2 separate regions of the Pan troglodytes genome follow, and region 2 is linked to region 1. Evidence: chromatin contacts called from public HiChIP or PLAC-seq data. All regions are on one chromosome and are shown on one strand. The core of a region is the stretch at or near the end of the contact, and the rest is flanking DNA. Distances in the headings are between cores, read along the strand shown. Region 1 holds the start of MRPL46 (mitochondrial ribosomal protein L46). Region 2 holds the start of AEN (apoptosis enhancing nuclease).

What was found. HiChIP or PLAC-seq counts read pairs in DNA pulled down with a chosen protein or histone mark.
Region 2: an H3K4me3 HiChIP or PLAC-seq map of stem cell-derived excitatory neurons shows a contact between it and region 1, with 2.5 times the contacts expected there. The contact joins the promoter of AEN here to the promoter of MRPL46 in region 1. A contact is called at or near these places in 4 of 7 Hi-C or Micro-C datasets (blood, induced pluripotent stem cells and stem cell-derived neural progenitor cells), 1 of 1 datasets of contacts at active chromatin or transcription factors (stem cell-derived excitatory neurons) and 1 of 1 other capture datasets (stem cell-derived neural stem cells).

The regions. Positions count from the first base shown.
Region 1 is chr16:80,258,093-80,263,340 of NHGRI_mPanTro3-v2.0_pri, forward strand. MRPL46 (mitochondrial ribosomal protein L46) reads right to left here and starts at 2,799. Exons shown (of 4, transcript XM_510572.7): 1 at 2,512-2,799; 2 at 949-1,135; 3 at 65-238. The coding sequence starts at 2,739. It overlaps MRPS11 (mitochondrial ribosomal protein S11), which reads left to right and starts at 2,772. Exons shown (of 7, transcript XM_009429786.4): 1 at 2,772-2,900; 2 at 3,005-3,142; 3 at 3,271-3,384. The coding sequence starts at 3,078.
Region 2 is chr16:80,396,847-80,401,948 of NHGRI_mPanTro3-v2.0_pri, forward strand. AEN (apoptosis enhancing nuclease) reads left to right here and starts at 3,085. Exons shown (of 4, transcript XM_016927377.3): 1 at 3,085-3,200. It overlaps MIR1179 (microRNA mir-1179), which reads left to right and starts at 2,461; the gene lies at 2,461-2,550.

The DNA of each region.
Region 1 (5,248 bases), core at 1,549-4,048:
TAAAAATCCTCTGGCTGAGTCTGAAGTGAATTTTGTGGAATTTAGAGGAAGGCAGAAAACCCACCTGAGAGTGTGGCCAGGGTTCGTTCAGCTGTTCCTCGAAGGGTCTCCCCAGGCTGCCACTCTGCCTGGGGCAGTATCCAAACATCCTGGTCTCCAAACTTCTCTCTGACTAACAGGACAAGGTTCCTGTCTAGCTTCCGGTTCAGGGATGTTCGGTCATTCTTTTCATCAGCTTCTACAGCAAAGGGGGTCAGAGGAGGTAAGAAGACTGTGATCTGCCAGAACCAAGAAACCTGGAGTTTTACAATCTTCCTTTAAGATCCACAATCCTTGCCCTCAAAGAGCTTAGAACCAAATTACACCTCGACCCATCTCTCTAACTCTGACCTCTTCCAGGGAAGAGTCTCACAATCTTGAGGAAACTAAAAGGTAAGAAATCAAGAGGTAAGCTTCTTTGAACAGCAAACCATATTTTGAGTCTTCAAAAAAGAAACAATGATCATACTAATTCAAACACAACTACTTCATTGGTTTTGATACTATTACTGACTTAACTAGCCCCTACTTTCTCTGTTCTTCAGTCTTCATCTGTGAAACAAGGAAAACAGAACTCAATCTCCCGCTTTAAGAGGGATTTCACATAAAACACAGGAATTAGTGGAAAAAGGCTTCATTTGCCCCACTCTCAGTCTCAAACTTGGAGTTAAACACAGATAACATTCACAAAGTTTAACTGAGAGAAAAGGCTATTCCAATACCCTTACCTCTCACCCGAAAATAAGACAGACTTTTTAAGTCGTATTATGGTAGATGTGAGCAACAAAGAAAAGAATATGAAATTATTTGTTACTTAAAACACAAAGCAGGGGCCAAGCAACTGTCTTTTATTTGGGAATCCAAATACCCCTTTTCCCTTCCTTCTGGCTGGCCTAAAAGGATCACAACCTGTTATGCGAGCTCCAAGTTTGAACTGTAGAAATTTCTGCTCCCACATATCTTCCAAATCTTGCGCCAGCAATATATCCTGTTCATCTTCTTCATCATAAAGGTCAGCTTTCTTCTTTGCCAGTCGCTGGTTTTCATCCAGAGCACGAAGCTCGTGGTCTGAATACAGGCTTCTCTCTATCTCAATCTGGGAAAATTCAAAGGGCAAAAAACTACCTTAATCTGGCAAAATTAAAAGGAAAAAAAAAACAGGAAGAATAAAACAGAGACATGGCACACTTGGCAGGCTCAGAAGTTTATCACCCAACATAACCAGATACACAGTCAAAACACCATGCAGAAAGGAAATGGAGGAAAAAAAAGGTCCTCTGAACTTTGGGCTTGAGTTACATTTGCCAAAAATGTTAGGATGTCACTGGGGGTCAAGAGTGCTACAAAAACAGAGAGCTGGGTTGGGCAATGCCTGCTGACTCACCACAATCCAGTCATGTCAGTCTTTGATCAGAATCTCACTCACCAAGGACTTTCCTGTTCAGGGACTTTCAAGACGTTGTTCCTTCTTCCTAGAATGTTTTTCCTCACATTCTTTCTTCTGGGAGAGTCCTACTCATCTTTCTGATTTCAATTTAAATATGACTGTCTCAGAGAGACATTTCTCATAAAGAGAAAAACCTGTATTCAGAAAGTCTGAGACATTCCTTGACACTCACCATAAAATCAAAATGTGATGTATTTGTTAAACACTCTTATAGTGCCTTGTGTTTTCCTTAACAACACTTATCAGGGTCTGCATTTAGTTGTATGATTATTTGGTTACTGACTGATCCCCTCACTCAACTAGACTGAAGTACTCTGAGAACCAGAGCTACTCCTGCCTTATTCATTACAGCATCTCTATCACTTAACATACTCTCTGATGCATAGTATGGGCACAATGAACATCTGTAGGTTGAGTAACAAATATTTGTCAAGCGAGCGAGTAAATGAATAAATCAAGCAAAAAGCACAGAAGAGAAGTTTATAGTTCTCAACAGACCAAGACAAAAACATCTCGGATTCTGAGGAAACATATCACCCTTCAAACACTTTCTGTAGCGACTTCACACCCTCACAGCCACTATACTGTTTTTGCCCATGCTTCCTCACTTGCCCCTCACACAGATAGCCCCATGAGGTAAAACAGAGTAGGCTTATCATAGGCATCTGACAGATGTGCCCACCGCCTCTTGTATTTCCTTCTTAACATTCATCACATCACAAAGACTTTCTCCCTCCAGACTTGTAAGCTCCTAGTGACACGGACCGATTCTTGTTCACCACAGGATCCCTATTGTGTTGCATGAACAAGAAGTAGAGTATCTCCAAAGAGTTGTCTAAGGTGACAATAAACACGGCCAATGAAAAGAAACCACTTTTTGTTGAACATCTATGTACCAAACCAAGTCAGTAAGGTAGGTACCATTCTGCGGATAAGTACCGTATACTTAAGTTCAGAGAGGTGAAATTACTCCCTCAAAGTCACGCAGAATAAACGTCACTCTGAACCCTGCATCTCAGTCCCACCTGCTGCAGTAGAGACGCCATCTCTTCCTGCAATGGGGTCAACGGCTTGGAGACTACAGGTGGCCGCTGCAGGCACAACGCGCCCAACAAGCGCCATGGGGATCCGTTGCTTGAGGGTGCGGCTGCAAGAGCCAGGCTGCGAGAGCTTAGACTACCGGCCCAGAGCCTCTCGAACCGCCGCCAGCCCCCCGCCACCCCTAACAGCGTCCGCCTTACGGGCGCCGCCATCTTTCGTTCTCCCACAATGCACCGCGGCTCCCAGGGATCCCTCAGCCGCGGGAGCGGCAAACTAGGGGAAAGCTCAGTCCCGGAACTGCTAGAACGAACCATTCGCATATGGAGGGGTGACCCAACATCTCAGAACATTAAAAAAGGGAAAGAATCCCCTGGTGAACTACAGTGAAAGTCTTATTGAGCATTTAAATGGAAATAAAAATATTCAGTGGACCTAATGAAGAGTAGATGACTTTCCCTTCTGTCCCCTCCCCGACAGGCACTCATGGTACCGGCGCCGGCGCGCTGTGACTGTCGCTGCAGACGGAAACTGACTGGGGTCAATTCAAGTCATGCAGGCTGTGAGAAACGTGGGGTCGTGGTTCCTGCGGTCCTGGACTTGGCCCCAGACAGCCGGGTAACAAATGACTGCCCCCTCGAGCCCACCGCCACCTCCAGGACTATGCTCCTACTCGTGTCCCTTGAGCCACCCGGGCCCCAGTGACCGTTAGGCCGTGGCCCTCACCGAGCTTTTCTTCCCAGCAGGGTCGTGGCCAGGACGCCGGCCGGGACCATCTGCACAGGCGCTCGACAGCTCCAGGACGCTGCGGCCAAGCAGAAAGTTGAACAGAACGCGGCTCCCAGCCACACCAAGTTCAGGTGAGCCCCACTTGGACCAGCCCTCTGGAGACCCGCAACCCCTGACTCTTGCCCGACACCCTCCAGAGTCAGAACCAGTGAATTTTCAGCTATGTCACTTGCTATCCGTGGGACCTTATGCAAATAAATCTGAGCCTCAGCCTTCTCATCTAAAAATGCGGATAATGCTGAGAGTGGTTGTCAGAATCAGATGAGCCGTGGTACAGAGTTAAATGTTCAGTGAACATTCGTTAAATCAGTGAGTGAATGTGAGATATCCATAACATGTATCAGCGTTCTTTTCTTCTGAGATGGAGATCTTTTCAGACCAACAACCTTCCCTGCCTCCAAAACAAAATGGGGAGGTGGAGGGCGCTAGCGATGGAACAGATGTTCCTGCACGTCTTACGGATGGTCTAGGGTGGGTTTTGTGCTCAGCCCTAGGAACTGGCATCTTGCTTCCCACCAGTGCCACCACCTCTGTATGCTGTATACACATCCACTTAACTTCACATCCATTTAACAAACATTTACCAAGAATCTACTATGAGTGAGACACCATGCTAGGTGCCGTGAATACAGATACAAAAGATCATTCCTCCCCACAAGTAGTTCACAGTCTTTGAGGGAAGACAAACATGCAAACATTTTAACCATAATCTGCTCAATAGTATAATGGAGGTAAGCATTGGTTGGAAGTATGAAATCATAAGTGTCTAACTCCTGGCCGGGTGCAGTAGCTCCTGCCTTTAATCCCAGCACTTTAGGCGGCCGAGGTGGGCGAATTACTTGAGGTCAGGAGATCGAGACCAACCTGGCCAACATGGCGAAACCCCGTCTCCACTAAAAGCACAAAAACTAGCCAGGCGTGATGGCTGGCACCTGTAATCCCAGCCACTCAGGAGGCTGAAGTAGAAGAATCGCATGAACCCAGGGAGCGGAGGTTGCAGTGAGCCAAGATCACGCCACTGTACTCCAGCCTGGGTGACAGATTGAGACTCTGTCTCAAAGAAAAAAAAAAAAAAGAATAAGTGTCTCATTCCTGAGGAAATCAGGCAAGACCATGGAGAAAAGAACATGGAGCTCAGAAGTGAATGGGAGTTCATCTGGACAAGTTGAAGTGGGTCATTGGAGACAAAGGTAACCATCTGTGTAAAGGCATGTGGTATGAAAAAACATGGTGTGTTCAGGTGTGTATGTGATGGCAGATGAGGCCAACAAGACAAGAAGGAATCAGAATGCCAGGGGTCTTGTCTGTCACACTGGAGCTTTTACGCTGTCCCCACTGAAGGCAGTGAGGAGGTGCTGAAAGCATCTAAACCAAGATTCTGTTGTAGTCATTTCTTCAACAATGCCAGGCACTGTTCAGAGTGTTGGGGATATATCCCTGACCAAACAGACAAAAAGCCCTGCCCTCATAGAACGTAAATTCCAGTGGGTAGAAGACAGTAAATAGAAAACAAGTAAAATGTAGGAGTATAACGGTTGGAAAGGGGAAGTGGGGGTCAAGCAGGCCTGCATAGCCACATTCTGTAGGACTTTGTAGGCCGTTGTGAGGACTTCAGCTTTTACTGTGAATGAAATGGCAGGCCAATGGAAATTGCTGAATAAAGGGTTGACATGATCTTGCTGACAAGGTCTTGTAAGCTCTTTGGCTGCTGTGTTGATATTAAACCATAGGAGAGCAAGAATGGAAGCTGGGAAAAGTCCTCTAAGCAGTTAGAAGACTACTGAAATAATCCAGACAAGAAACAATGGTGGCTTGGACCATGGTTATTGCCATGGAGGTATTATAAATGGTCTGACATATTTTGAAGGTAGAACAAGCAGGATTTGTTAATATACAGTGTGAGAAAAAGGAGCGAAGGAAGACCCCAAATTTTTT
Region 2 (5,102 bases), core at 1,835-4,334, 140 kb after region 1:
CACCTAATGCCGTTACTTCCCAGTGTAGCCTTTCCACTCGGCGGACCAAGCGCCTCTCCTTCGAGTCGCTACCCGCTTGGAGTCGGCTCAGAATCCGGCTGCTAAATAAAGGTCCCTGGAGCCCCTCCCCCAGCGAATCCGAGCCTGCAGCTTCAGCACCAGAGGCTGGACAGCGCCCCGGCCCTAGGGTGCCCATGGTCGGTGCCTGCGCACGGCTCGGCCTCCCAGCCCACGCCACTTGCGCTCGCGGCCCCTCAGACCCCACGCGGAGGAGGTCAGGAGGTGACACAGGTTCGCGGAAGAAAGCAGGACTCATCTTCCTCATTTCTCCAGGGATTTAGGTGTGGGATTCTAGGAGAGCATTCTCTCTCGCCCTGGCCACGACCAGTGGAAAAACTTGGCGCCAAATTTAGGCAATGGTGCGGGGAGCAGAGGCACGATTGCAGGCGGTGAGCAAAGGGGCAAGCGGGACAGAGGATCTACTGTGAGCCCCAGGCTCTGGTGTTCCGTGAAAAATCGCCACATTTAAATCCTGCGCTCCCCCGCGCTCCCTCTCGCTCTCTCCCCCTTCCTTTTTCCCTTCCTTCCTTCCTCCCCGCGCTCTCTGTATGCCTTAATAGGAGTGAGTGAAAGGGAAAGAGTTGGGTGGAGGGAGAAGATATTGAAGCCGAGGTAAGAAGCACATTTTATCTAGGTCTCAACACTCAAGCGTGGATGAAATCTGTTCAAAAAGAACATCAAGGTACGCGTTTTTTTACCCAAAGGAGCCCAAAGTGACCTTTGTATGAGGAGCAAAGATTATTGTTTGGCCAAGAAGGGGAAAGATAGCGGAGGGAGAGACGCTATCACAACAGGGCTAACGGAGGTGGAGAAGGAAGGGAACGGACAGGATTTGGGCACTAGCATGGTTACCAGGCAACCAGTCGCAGCACTTGCCTCCTGTTGCCTTGGTTACGGTGGGTGGCGGGGCTTTGGCCACTGATAATCAGTGAGCACCTTGATTATTTAAAATATCTCCTGGGGAGCCCCTGCTTTGTCTGGGCTAGGTGAGAGGCACATCGATCCCGCGTAAGGCCCCGTCTGGGGAAATCCTGGAAGATGTCTGTTTTTTGTTTGTTTGTTTTTATTTTAAGTCAAGGCGCATAGCAAAGCAACTTACCTTTCCACCACTACAGTCCTCCCCTCCCCCCTCCACCCCGCTGGCTTTATTTCTCCAGGATTTACAATTTGGGCTTTTATATTTTTCATTTAGTCCTTTATACTGAAGGAGCTGAGTTCCTATCCCCACCCTCTCTTTTTCCCCTTTAAAATGAGAAAAAAAATTTTTTTGCTTTTCATGGATGTACAGGAGGGAGACAAGGAAATTGTCCAGGGGTGTCTACTGTAGAGAGAAACTTTCTCCCTGGTTTGATAGTCATCCCTGCCCCACTAAACCACTCCCCTCAGGGGAGAGAGGGCTGAATTCTGGACTACCCCCACTTCTCACCTTGCCCCATAGACCACATAGAAAGCACAGGTAGAGGGAAACGTGTCTCCCTTAGCAAATGGACACTAGCATCACTCTCATTTGATTCCTCAAGATTCTCTTCTCTTCTTCCTCCCCAGCATTACCTTCATAATTAGCAAATACAGCACCTAAAGCTTCTAACCCTCTGAGTTTTTCTGTTTCCCTTGATTGACAAACATTGACTCCACTTTAACCTGTCAGCCTTGCCCTGCCTATGTTCATTAGAAACATCTGGGTAGGAAATTATTTTACTCATAATTTTCCAAAGGCAGCTGTAACATTCTCAGAATGATTTGAGAGGAAATTGCTAGCAAGTTACCAGAACAGCCTGTGCTCTGTGCACTGTTTCATCTCAAATATGTCTAAGTGCCATGAACGTTCTCTTTCCCGAAAAACAGCAACAACAATAACAACAACAAAAAGAAGTTTGTTTTAAACTGAGATATTACTTGACAACACGGGGATGGAGAACATTTCTGTTTCAGGCAGGAACTGTGATATCTTTATCTGTGATGCCCTGAAGCATAAACACAAAGGTCTTTTCTTTTCTCCTCTTGTTCTCTTCTTTTCTGTCCATTTCCTTCATTTATTATTAATATAAAAATTTTTAATCATTATAATTTCAGCATAAGTTTAAAAGGTCAAAAATTCGCTCGGTGAACTGACTTGATAGTTTTGGGGGTATTTACATTAAAATGCTTTTAAAATGCTTTTCTCTCACATGTTACTATGGAAGCTTCCCTTTAGACCAGACCAGACAGCTGGTCTGCTTTTTGTACTTTTCTTCCCAAAGAAGTGCTTTCCTTTATGAATTGTCTGGGGCAGCTATCATTGATCACATCAATAATGTCCCATAGCAACAGTTGTTTTTTTTTTAAATTATTATTCACTTTCTGTTTATTTTCTTTATGGACAAACAGTCTACTTTCAAGAAGACAACTGAGCTCTTATTGGCTGGAAAGGAAGAAGCATTCTTTCATTGGTTGGTGTGTATTGCCTTGTCAACCAATAAGAGGATGCCATTTATCCTTTTCTGACTAGCTGAGTGAGCAGGGTACACAGAAGGATTGAATCTGCCTTAGTTCCATCCAGTAGCAAAGGACAGAACTCAGAGTCCTGGACTCAGGATCTGGAATTGACTTTGGCTAATCCATATTGCACTGACTTGCAAGGATGACATTTTTTACCTATCTATTCGCAGCTTACTTCAACATACCTGCCTTATACATTGTCCTATGGCTTTTTTCCCCCTTCATTTTAGGAGATACTGTGATCATCTTTCCAAGTCAGTGCAGGTTGTTGTTACCAGCACACTGAGGGTCCAGAGAATTTTGTGATTTCCCCTAAAAATAGATAATTGGTCCTCATTATTAGAGATTTGGTGAAAACTTTTGTAGATGAAGATGGAAAGCTAGAAGTTGGAAGAACTGCATTGCGTGTGACGCAGAATGGATATCTCAGCTTTTGGATTCACTCTGCTCAGCTCTCAGCTTTGGTGTTTTGTGTTTGGTGTTTGGTGTCCCGTCCTCTTCACTTTGATTTTTATTTGTCTGTTTTTCCGCTTTCATTCTTCAGAGCTGCGCTTTCGGCCTGAATTTTCAGTGACAAATAGAAAAGCTGAATGGATGGAGACAATGACTCTCTAATTCAGTGTAAGAGCTGACTCATCGCTTCCCAGGAAGACTTGTTGCAGGTAGGTGATGGTGATCCTGGAACTGGAGATTATCCCAGTCCTTTGTTGCACTGGCAATGGGCAGGTCTGTTTATTTTTCTCTTTTTTCCTGCACCAAATAGTCCTACTCAGGGATGCTAGCATTGGTCCCCACTTCCCTAAAAGAGGGGAAGTCAAAGTTCTTTCCCTTTCAGGACAGAAACTCTCTGATAACAGCCTGGAAGAAGCCTTAATGTGAGTACAGACCACTTCAGTCAGTCTTTTTTTGGTTCTTGGCAGGAGGGGATACTGGGAGTGGATAGATGCCTGATCATCACGGTGCTATCAAGAGCCACATTCTTTATTGGCCCCATCTGTGCCAGAGTTCAGCGGTACCATGAGCCCTAGTGCTAGACTATAAGCCCTTCAATATTAGGAGCTATGTCTTGTACCCCTTTGATTCCCTCAAACTCAGTTGTGCTTAAAGTAGGGCTGAACAAATGTTTGAAGTAAATCCTACTGGCTAGTATTAAGACAAATAGCTTATCTTCTTCTTTATGAGAATGGTAGCTCCAGACCTGGACCCTCCCCCTCCAAATCAAAAGCTTCATATTCCCTAGCCCTCTTCACAAAAGATAAATTAAGGCTCAGTTAATTGTTACCATGGTAACATAGAGTGGCCACATTGAGGATCCCCATCATCCATTACTGTCATGAGGTAAAAGAGAGGAGGGGTTTGGGATCATTGTCATGGAGGAAACCATGGAAACAAGCGTTGCTAAGGGAACAGCTCTAAATTCAGAGGAAAGAAATTAGAAGTGGGGAGTGGAAGTTGGTGGGCTCAAGGGCAGGTCATTTTTTCAAAATATATTTCTTTGAGACTATAGCAGCCTCTTTTATTGCTTGCATCTTCTCCCAATTCAGATAGAGCCCAGAATTAAAGAATTTTGAAAACTAGGGCCACAATCACTTCAAATTCATCTTCATTGGATCTGTAAGGAAAAAGCCAATGAAAATGGATTTACCCTGTTCACACCTCACAATCCTACTCTGTCTCTGAACTCTGCTTCTTTGCCAACCAGTTTCATTTATCACTGGCCAGGCTGCGCGTGAGGCACTGGGAAGAATAATGAGTGAGAGTCCCTGCTCTCATAGTGAGCTTCTAGCAGGGCAGTGGTTTGGGTGGTGGCTTTAGGGCCAGGGTTGCTCATGTAAGCTAGATCAGTCAGTCCTGCAAGCTGACATCCAGAGAGATGCTGTGGTTCTCTCCAAACTCTCTTTGTGGTGCATTTTAGCTTGTCTATTACTTCTCGAAGTTTATTTGCCAGGTCCCTAAGAAAGGCCTGTTTTTCCTAGAAATACCTAGGGTGCTAAGCTCTCCTATTAACCAAGGGGTTACCTTAGTTAGCATTGTTCTCTAGTGGTACACTCAGGTCCTTTTCTCTAAAACAATCCAAGGATGAAGGACTAACCCTCCTCTCAAGAGTGGCAAAGAGGCACAGGGCTATTTTTTTTTTTTTTTGTAAAAGAAATTAAAGACCACACATCCATCTCTGTTTCTTGATAGATTAAAGGATGGGGCAAGGAGGTCTCAGTTTTCTGCAGCTGGGAATTTCAGAGCCAGCACCTCACTGGGGGGTGGACTGAAGAGGGTCATAAACAGCCTCTGGGGGAGGAACGCCTCTCCCTTACATCTTCCACAAAAGAACTTCTTGGTTTTTCTCAGACCCATGGCAGAGCTGTGCCCTGTCTCAGGCTGACAGCTGGAAGGGGCTGGGACTCAGAGCTGGGTACTGCCAGTCTTCTCTGTGACTCCCCCCACTCCTCCTGCTCCTGAGCGTCTCCATCACCAGGCAAGCCCCCACCCCCATTCTGGATAGAGAGAATAAACCCAAGGATGGAAGGGTGGGCTAAAGAGGAAGTGCTCACAATTAAAAAGAGAAA